Regions from separate parts of the Mus musculus genome. Here region 2 is linked to region 1. A link is a contact called in public promoter capture Hi-C data. All regions are on one chromosome and are shown on one strand. Each heading gives the region's core, a stretch centred on a gene start, on an enhancer-like site or on the middle of the called end of the contact. The rest is flanking DNA. Distances are from core to core; before and after follow the strand shown.

Region 1 (3,682 bases), core at 1,066-3,565:
CCTCGGAAACGTTGGTTATTACCATTGATCATTTATTTTCACGTGTTCCTCAGGTCCATTCAGTTATCTGGAGTCGTAGAAAAATATTTTTCGAAAAACTCGGAACTCTGTGGGAAATGATATCAGCATATTTAAATTGTGACACCTACTGGTAAACTTGAGGTAAGTTTGTTTGAATAAACCTTATCTTTTTTTTTTGTTTTTTAATAACTGTCTTAAGTTACAGACAGGAAGTTGACTTTTCCTCCAAATCTTTTAATCTTTATTTATTTATTTAAAAAAGATCTTCCATTAAGCAGAATAACTCATCACTGAAATAATTTTCATGAGCATTGTTTTAACTGTATGATGAAACCCTTCTTTGGCGTCAATAATCTTTGTTTCAGTTACGCATTTTCCTTTCAAATGCTGAAGACAGCTATGAAGTTAGGGGGATATGTATATGTATGTGTGTATGTGTGTATGCATGTATGCGTGTGTGTTTGTTTGCATGAGCCATCAATGTTAAACAGACATCGTGGTCAGTTGGAAGACTCCTACACCAGAAGCGTTCTCAGTCCTCAGCGGTCAGTTGGGGCTTGGGGGTTTTGATTAGCTTTTTGGTCTTTCACTTTTATTCATTTATTTTAGTGTGTATGCGCGGTTGTCTGTAAGTACACCACATGGGTGCCTGCTGTGCGGTCAGGAGGAAGCTACAGGTGCCCTGGAACTGGGGTTGGTTTACAATCTGCCACGTGGGCTCCAGGAACCAAACCCAGGTCCTCTGTAAGAACAGCAAGTGCTCTTAGCTGCTGAGCCACCTCCTCAGCTCCATCCAGGCTGCTGTTTATCTTTAGGTAGAGTTTTAATTAGTCGATAAACACCTCAAATGCATGCAATGTACTTCAGGCGTGTGCTAATGATTCAAAGGAAGTAAAATTTAATGCCTCGGGTTCTTAAAAGTTTATTAGTATATTCATAGCACAAAATGATGTATTTCATAGTGACATTTTCAAACCTGTGTATCCCGTGGTTTGCTTGTATGCAGCCTGTTGCTCTGTGATGCTCGACCCACCCTTGTGCTCAAATCCTTTACTCTTCCCATGTACTGCCATCTACGTTCAAGTTTTATAGATATCCATTTCCAAAGCAGATTCCACAGGAGAGAGAATCTGTGGTATATGTCTTTGTGAACTGTCTTGTTTCCGTTAACATGATCTCCAGTTTCATCTTTCTTCTGAAAATGGCCTAAGTTTGTTCTGAGATATGGCAGAACAAAAACCCGATTGTGCAGGTACACTGAGTTTTCTCTATTCACTCAGCCACTGTTCAGTGCCTGGGCTGACCTCTTTCCTTGGCAGCGGGGGTGCAGCTTTAAACATGCCTGCATATGTGTCTGTGCACACAGATCTTTGCGGTTGCTGTCTTAGGTTTCTTTGGTAAACACCCAGGAGTAGTATACTATATGGTAGGTCTATTTTTAGGGGTGTGTGTGTGTGTGTGTGTGTGTGTGTGTGTGTGTGTGTTTTGAGACAGGGTCTCTCTCTATGTCCTGGATAGACTGGAATTCACTATATAGACCATTCTGGCCTTGAACTCACAGAGATCTGCCTGCATCTGCCTCCCAAGTGTTAACATTAAAGACATGGGGTCACTACTATGCACAGCTTTTGGAAGGAGGAGATTTATTTTAATTGATTTTGTTTTGTTTTGTTGGTTTGAGGTTTTGTTTTATTCTGTTTTGTTTGTTTGTTTGGTTTGGTTTGGTTTGGTATGGTTTTTTTGCGTGTGTGATTTCTTAATGGTAGCCTTTCTGACTAAGATGAAATGGAATCTCGAGATAGTTTAATAGTAAGGATGACACCAAAGGAGGTAGAGAACATGCATCTATTCATATCTGTACAATTAGGCACAGGACTATTTTAGGGGTGTGCGTGTGAACCAATCTGGCTTAAGCTTAATTTCCATGAACAGTGCTTCTAGACCTAGAACAGAGTGATGGCTGTTTCACCATTTGAACGAATGATACAAATGAATGCCTTTAATTAAGTGCATAAGCTTCTAATTAAACACTTGGGAGGCAAAGGCAGGTGAATCTCTGACAGTGTGAGACCAACCTGGTCTACATAACACATTTTAGGCAAGCAAGGGCTAGTTAATGAGGCCCCAGTGAAAGGAAGGAGGGGAGGAAGGAAGGGAGGGAGGGAGGAAGGAAGGAAGGAAGGAAGGACATAGTTAAAACTGAATCCTAGGCGATAGGGGTCAGTATTGCACACAGACTAAAGTCCACATAGAGACATAGGAAGTGGCCTGCCAGTGTGAGCAGACTGCCCGGGGCAGTAATGGTCTGGGACACAGGAAGTGAGTCAGGCCAGGGCAGCACTGGCTGCTCTGTCAGCCCTCTCAGCCCAGGGCCCGCCCTGGGTGCTCACCAGTGTGAACTGGGACCTAAGCCTAACAGTGAGCGCCTCTAGAATGTTACGTGCACTCTCTGAACACTGAATAAATGAATGGCCCCCAAATCCCCTGGACATAGTTCACCCCTGATTCTGTTCATTGTATCCTCATCTGGAGGATGTGGTAGAAATGTGCCACAAATAAATTTTAATCAGGTTTGGTAGACACACAGACACACAAATGACTGCTGTATTAAGAAACACAGCGAGGGGCTGGAGAGATGCTCAGTGGTCAAGAGCACCAGCTGTTCTTTCAGAGGACCTAGGTTCAATTCCCAGCTGCTCACAATTGTCTACAACTCTAGTTCCAAGGGATCTGGCGCCTTCATACATATTCACATGTATGCAAAATACCAATGCACATAAAAATTAAAAAAAAAAAATGATAGCCTGGGCCTAGTGGAAATCTGTAATCCCAGCACTCAGGAGCCTGAGTTACATAGTAGATTCCAGGCCAGCCAGGCTACAGTAATGCCTGTCTCAAACAAGGAAAGTAAAACAGCAATAGCTACAGCTACAGCTACAGCAACATCAGCTACAGAAAGAGTTGATATTTGCTTCTTGGGGCTTGAGAGATTGCTCAGTGGTTAAGAGCTAGTTCTTCTAGAAGACACAGGTTCAATTCCCAGCACTCACTTAGTGGCTCACAACTGACACTCAAGTGCATGTACCTGAATGTAGATTCTCTCTCTCTCTCTCTCTCTCTCTCTCTCTCTCTCTCTCTCTCTCTCTCTCGTGCGCTACAGCTACAGCTACAGCTATAGTTATAGCTACTACAACAGCTATAGCTACAGCAACATCAGCTACAGAAAGAGTTGATATTTGCCTCAGGGGCTGGAGAGATGGCTCAGCAGTTAAGAGCACTGACTGCTCTTCCGAAGGTCCTGAATGAGATCTGATACCTTCTTCTGATGTCTCTAAAGACAGCTACAGTGAACTTAAGATATAATAATAAATAAATCTTTAGGCCAGAGCCTGCGGAGCCAACCGGAGCAAGCAGAGGTCCTGAACTCAAATTCCCAGCAATCACATGATGGCTCACAACCACATGTGTACTCATATACATTATAAATAAATAAATAAATATTTACCAAAAAATAGTAAGAGCAATTAAAAAAAAAGTATATTTGTCTGAGTTCTCCAGTCTCCCTCCTACATAACTACACACAGAAGTAGGCATGCTTGTAAAATCCATAATTAATACACATCCCATAAGGCCACACAGAAGTGAGTGTGATTAGCAAACA
Region 2 (3,672 bases), core at 66-2,565, 550 kb before region 1:
TCCTCAAGCTTGCCATAGGAGCTTTACCTAGCCATCTCACCTGGTTCTGGAGTAGTGCCCATTCGCAAACTTTGTTAGCAGGAAAGAGTTAAAGCAAGTCCAGACGATTTCTGCTGACGGTGACAATACCCACCCCACTGCACCCCACCCCCACCCCACCCCCACAGAGTTGCTGTGAGAAAAAAAGCCTTTAACAGCTTGTACTGTGAACAGCGTGACCTAGTTGCTAGGCCCTTTCCGTGTCTGTGTTTTCTAGCTTTCCTCTCTTGGTTCTTGTTTCTCTCTTACCTTAAGCATGGGCTTATTTTCTTGTTAGATGAAATACTCCATACAAATCGAACCTGAGGTATGTGTGAATGTGTGTGTAGGGGGAAGGGGGCGTGGCGTTGTGATGGTTGTGTCCTCCCTTCCCCTCTCTGTCTCCTTCTCTTCCTGCTGCTGTCTATGGTGCCTTTGTGAAGCCCAGCAACGCGCCTCCACTGTCAAGAACTTGCAGAGATGGTCAGCTACTTAGCTTACAGCTTTTCACTTCTGGGCCAGCCTCTACTTGGGGACCTATCTGGGTAACTGATAAAGCTGAGATTTCAATTGGCAAAACCAACGTCCCCTTTGCCAGGCATCCCGGCTGCTCTTCCTTTGGAAAGCATTCACTCAAACCTCACATCTGTGACACGAATTCAGCCCTTAAAAGACTGATCTTTTTAAAAACCACGACCTTTGAGTCTGACCCAGTATACACGGAAGCTCAAGAATGTGGGGCTCTGAGAGACAGAGATGAGCTTTGACAAGGGCAAGAGGCGAATCTTGCAGGGAGGACCAAAGGACCAGACTTCACAAGCGACTCCAGATCTGCCAGGAATCCTCCTGCAAACCCAGTGCCCTTTGGCTCCGGTGTTTTGCACCTGTAAACTACATATGACAGTCATTGGGTCCTAGTCCTATTATATTACAAGACAGCCAGGTGTGTGCACGCCTGTCCCCACCCCTCGGCGACCAAGTGCAAATGAGGCTGTTAACTCTGACCTTGCATCTCAGCTCTGCAGCTGAAACTCCACTTCTCTGAGACCCTTTGGTTGAGCCGCTTTGGGTCAGAGGCGACAGACCCCTGTCTTACAATACAGGAGCCGCGCCTGGGGGTGGGGGTGGGGGGCGGAGCAGCCGGAGCAGCCGGAGCAGGTTCTAGGGCACCGAGCGTGGCAGGCTCGGAGGCCGGTGGCTGTCGCCCGCGGGAGCGAAAGCCGGCTGTAGGCGGCTCCTTCCTGTGCAAACTTTTCTGTGCTCTTCCTCCTCCCGCGCTGCGCCCCGCTGCTTGCGGCCGCCTCCCCGCCCTGCCAGCCGGCCAGGGGCTCCACGCGGGGCCGCGGCGGACAGCGCAGCCCTTTGCGCCGGCTCCACCCTGCCTGAGCTTGCTCCCTCCTGGCGCCTAGAGCGGATGGCGGAAGCCGGCAGGAGTCCTGAGATGTCCCCGGACCAGCCAGCGGGCCAGGAGGCGGCGGCGGCGGAGGCTCTGGACCCCGAACCCGAGGCTCCCGGGCCACCGGTGCCTTCCCTGCGCTGGCTTCCCGGGGATCCGAGTCCCCGTGGCCGCTCCCAGAGCGACCTGTCGTCAGCCTCGAGCCGGGGCCGCCCGCTCAGAGTCCACATCTCCGGCTCAGGTAAGGGTGGCTCTGAATGGCCCGGAGTGGTCCAGGGAGGGCTAACCCCGGCAGGTGAGGATCGCCGTATGGCGATCTTCCCTGGACGTTCGGGAGCAGCCGTGGGGGTTAGGGGACGAGAGCAAGGGCGAAAGCTGTAGTCCCCACATCGCCACCTCCTGCTGGGCTTCAAAGGCTTGGTGTCCCTTGGCTGAGCGGCAGGCGACCGGTGGGTGCGCCCGAGTGGGTGCGCCGCTCTTCTGCGCGGGTGCCCACAGCGCGATTTTCGCGGGTTCCCCTGGACTCCCGCTTGGTTGTGCAGCGCCAGGCGGCACCAGTTTTGGCTTTGGGTCTAGGGCTAATTTGGTTCTTGGGCTATTTGGTCTTTTATGGGACTGTGGTCCTTCGGAAGGGTGTGGTCCCTTCACTTCATGGGTAAGCACAGGGTTTGAAAGGTAACCCTACTCACTCCTACTTCTGAAATAGAGATTTCTTGGAGCGGGTCGGGAGGGGGTTGCTGGTAACAGGATAGGGGAATCCAGTTTCCCTGACTGTGAAAAGCCATAGAGGTGTTATTGAGAGCTAGGCCTGGCTCTGTGTGTGTGTGTGTGTGTCTGCTGTAATGTTCTCTGGAAAGCCTGGGGCCAGTATTGCTGTTGTAGAGAGAAACCTGTGTCCTGTGTCCTCTAAGGACAGGCGACAACTAGGAACTTCACTGAGACCCAATGCTACCCAGGCTGCGGTGAGTGAAGGAGGACAAATTGCTTAACTTTGTCTCAGTGGTCAACGTGGAACGATGGTGATGGTATGGCATATCAAGTGGAGACATTAGGCAGATTGTCGTTATTTAAAATATCCCGAGAACTGGAAAAACTTTTGTCTTTAAGTCCAACAGTTTTCAAGGGTGGTTTTTTGTTTGTTTGTTTATAATTTTCAACATGTGACCGCTGCATGGGAACTAGAGAAGGACGGGGCGCGGGGGGCGGGGGGGGGCATGAGAATGACCAGTTTCAGGAAAACGCTTACTAATGCGAACTGCACCCCCCAACACACATTCCCCTGCGGTGTCTTTCCCCACGTTCTGAGGTCTGGGGTCATGCCTTCCTTGATGATTTTCCCCGTTTGTTTATTTGTGTATGCGCGCACGCAGGTACACCTCAGAATGCATGGAGAAGTCGGAGGCCTTGTTCATCAATCCACTAAGCCTCCTTTCCAAACCCTTTCACAGTCTTGAAAGCAACCTCATCCAACCAAAGCCAAGTTCTTGCTTGGAAAGCACACATTTCAGTGGCCCTTGTCTCCACTTCAGCCACCTAACTCGGTTATGTTACGCTATGATCTTTGCTACCCCATGTGTTCAAGAAGCATCAACAGTGTTTCTTATCTGATTTTGGAGATCTCCTTGGACAAAGGCAAGTCAGATGTTAAGCTTAAGTTGTGAGATGCCCACGCCAAAAGTTACTTTGTGAGAAGTGTTGAGTTTGGAAAGACGTTTTTGCTTTCTCTTTGGGGCCAAACAGAATTGGAGCTGTAAGTGATCTTGACTGACTTCTTATAAGATGAAAGGATTAACCATTCTGAAGACCCAAAGAGAGAAGTGAGTATTAGTTTAGCTGGTGTCGGTAGATAAACACATATAACTGTCTCAGGTTTTTATTTGTAAGGCTAGGAATTAAAGTTGCACGCTGGCAATAGCAGTGGGAACCGTTTAAGTGTGCATGTATGTGCTTGCACCAGTCACAGGAGCAGCTATCACTCTAAAAGGAATATAATTTCCCTGTGTCATATAATGGATAAAAGGAAGTGGCAGCTCTCGAGTCACTTGTCCCTGCATCTTAGAATGTTGGTGCTCAGGTAGGACAGAGAACTTCTTCCAGGGAACTTCCTGTATCTCATGTCCAGAGCTGAGCTTTGGGTCTCTAAGAGCAGGCTGGATAAAAGCACAAACTCACCTTTCTTTGAATCAGGAGGACAACAAATGAACACATCCCTAATGCATTTCCCATGACAGCCAGAGGCTTTGAGCAGGCTGACATGC

Evidence for each region. Promoter capture Hi-C pulls out the DNA fragments that hold promoters and counts their contacts.
Region 2: a promoter capture Hi-C map of the HPC-7 cell line shows a contact between it and region 1, with 2.3 times the contacts expected there. The contact joins the promoter of Phactr2 here to the enhancer-like site in region 1. A contact is called at or near these places in 5 of 39 promoter capture datasets (the HPC-7 cell line, hematopoietic stem and progenitor cells, liver and 2 more) and 1 of 115 datasets of contacts at active chromatin or transcription factors (bone marrow-derived macrophages).

Annotation. Positions count from the first base shown.
Region 1 is chr10:12,918,089-12,921,770 of GRCm38.p6, reverse strand. It overlaps B230208H11Rik (RIKEN cDNA B230208H11 gene), which reads left to right. Exons shown (of 3, transcript NR_038028.1): 2 at 54-162. Among named protein-coding and RNA genes, the nearest start is that of n-TLtaa3, 2.7 kb to the left of the region's middle. Within about 2 kb of position 2,315, at least 127 of the 459 cell types and tissues checked have an H3K27ac peak or open chromatin away from gene starts, as enhancers often do. A contact at or near this core is called in the HPC-7 cell line, bone marrow-derived macrophages, hematopoietic stem and progenitor cells and 1 more, where this site is marked.
Region 2 is chr10:13,472,039-13,475,710 of GRCm38.p6, reverse strand. Phactr2 (phosphatase and actin regulator 2) reads left to right here and starts at 1,315. Exons shown (of 13, transcript NM_001195065.1): 1 at 1,315-1,655. The coding sequence starts at 1,433.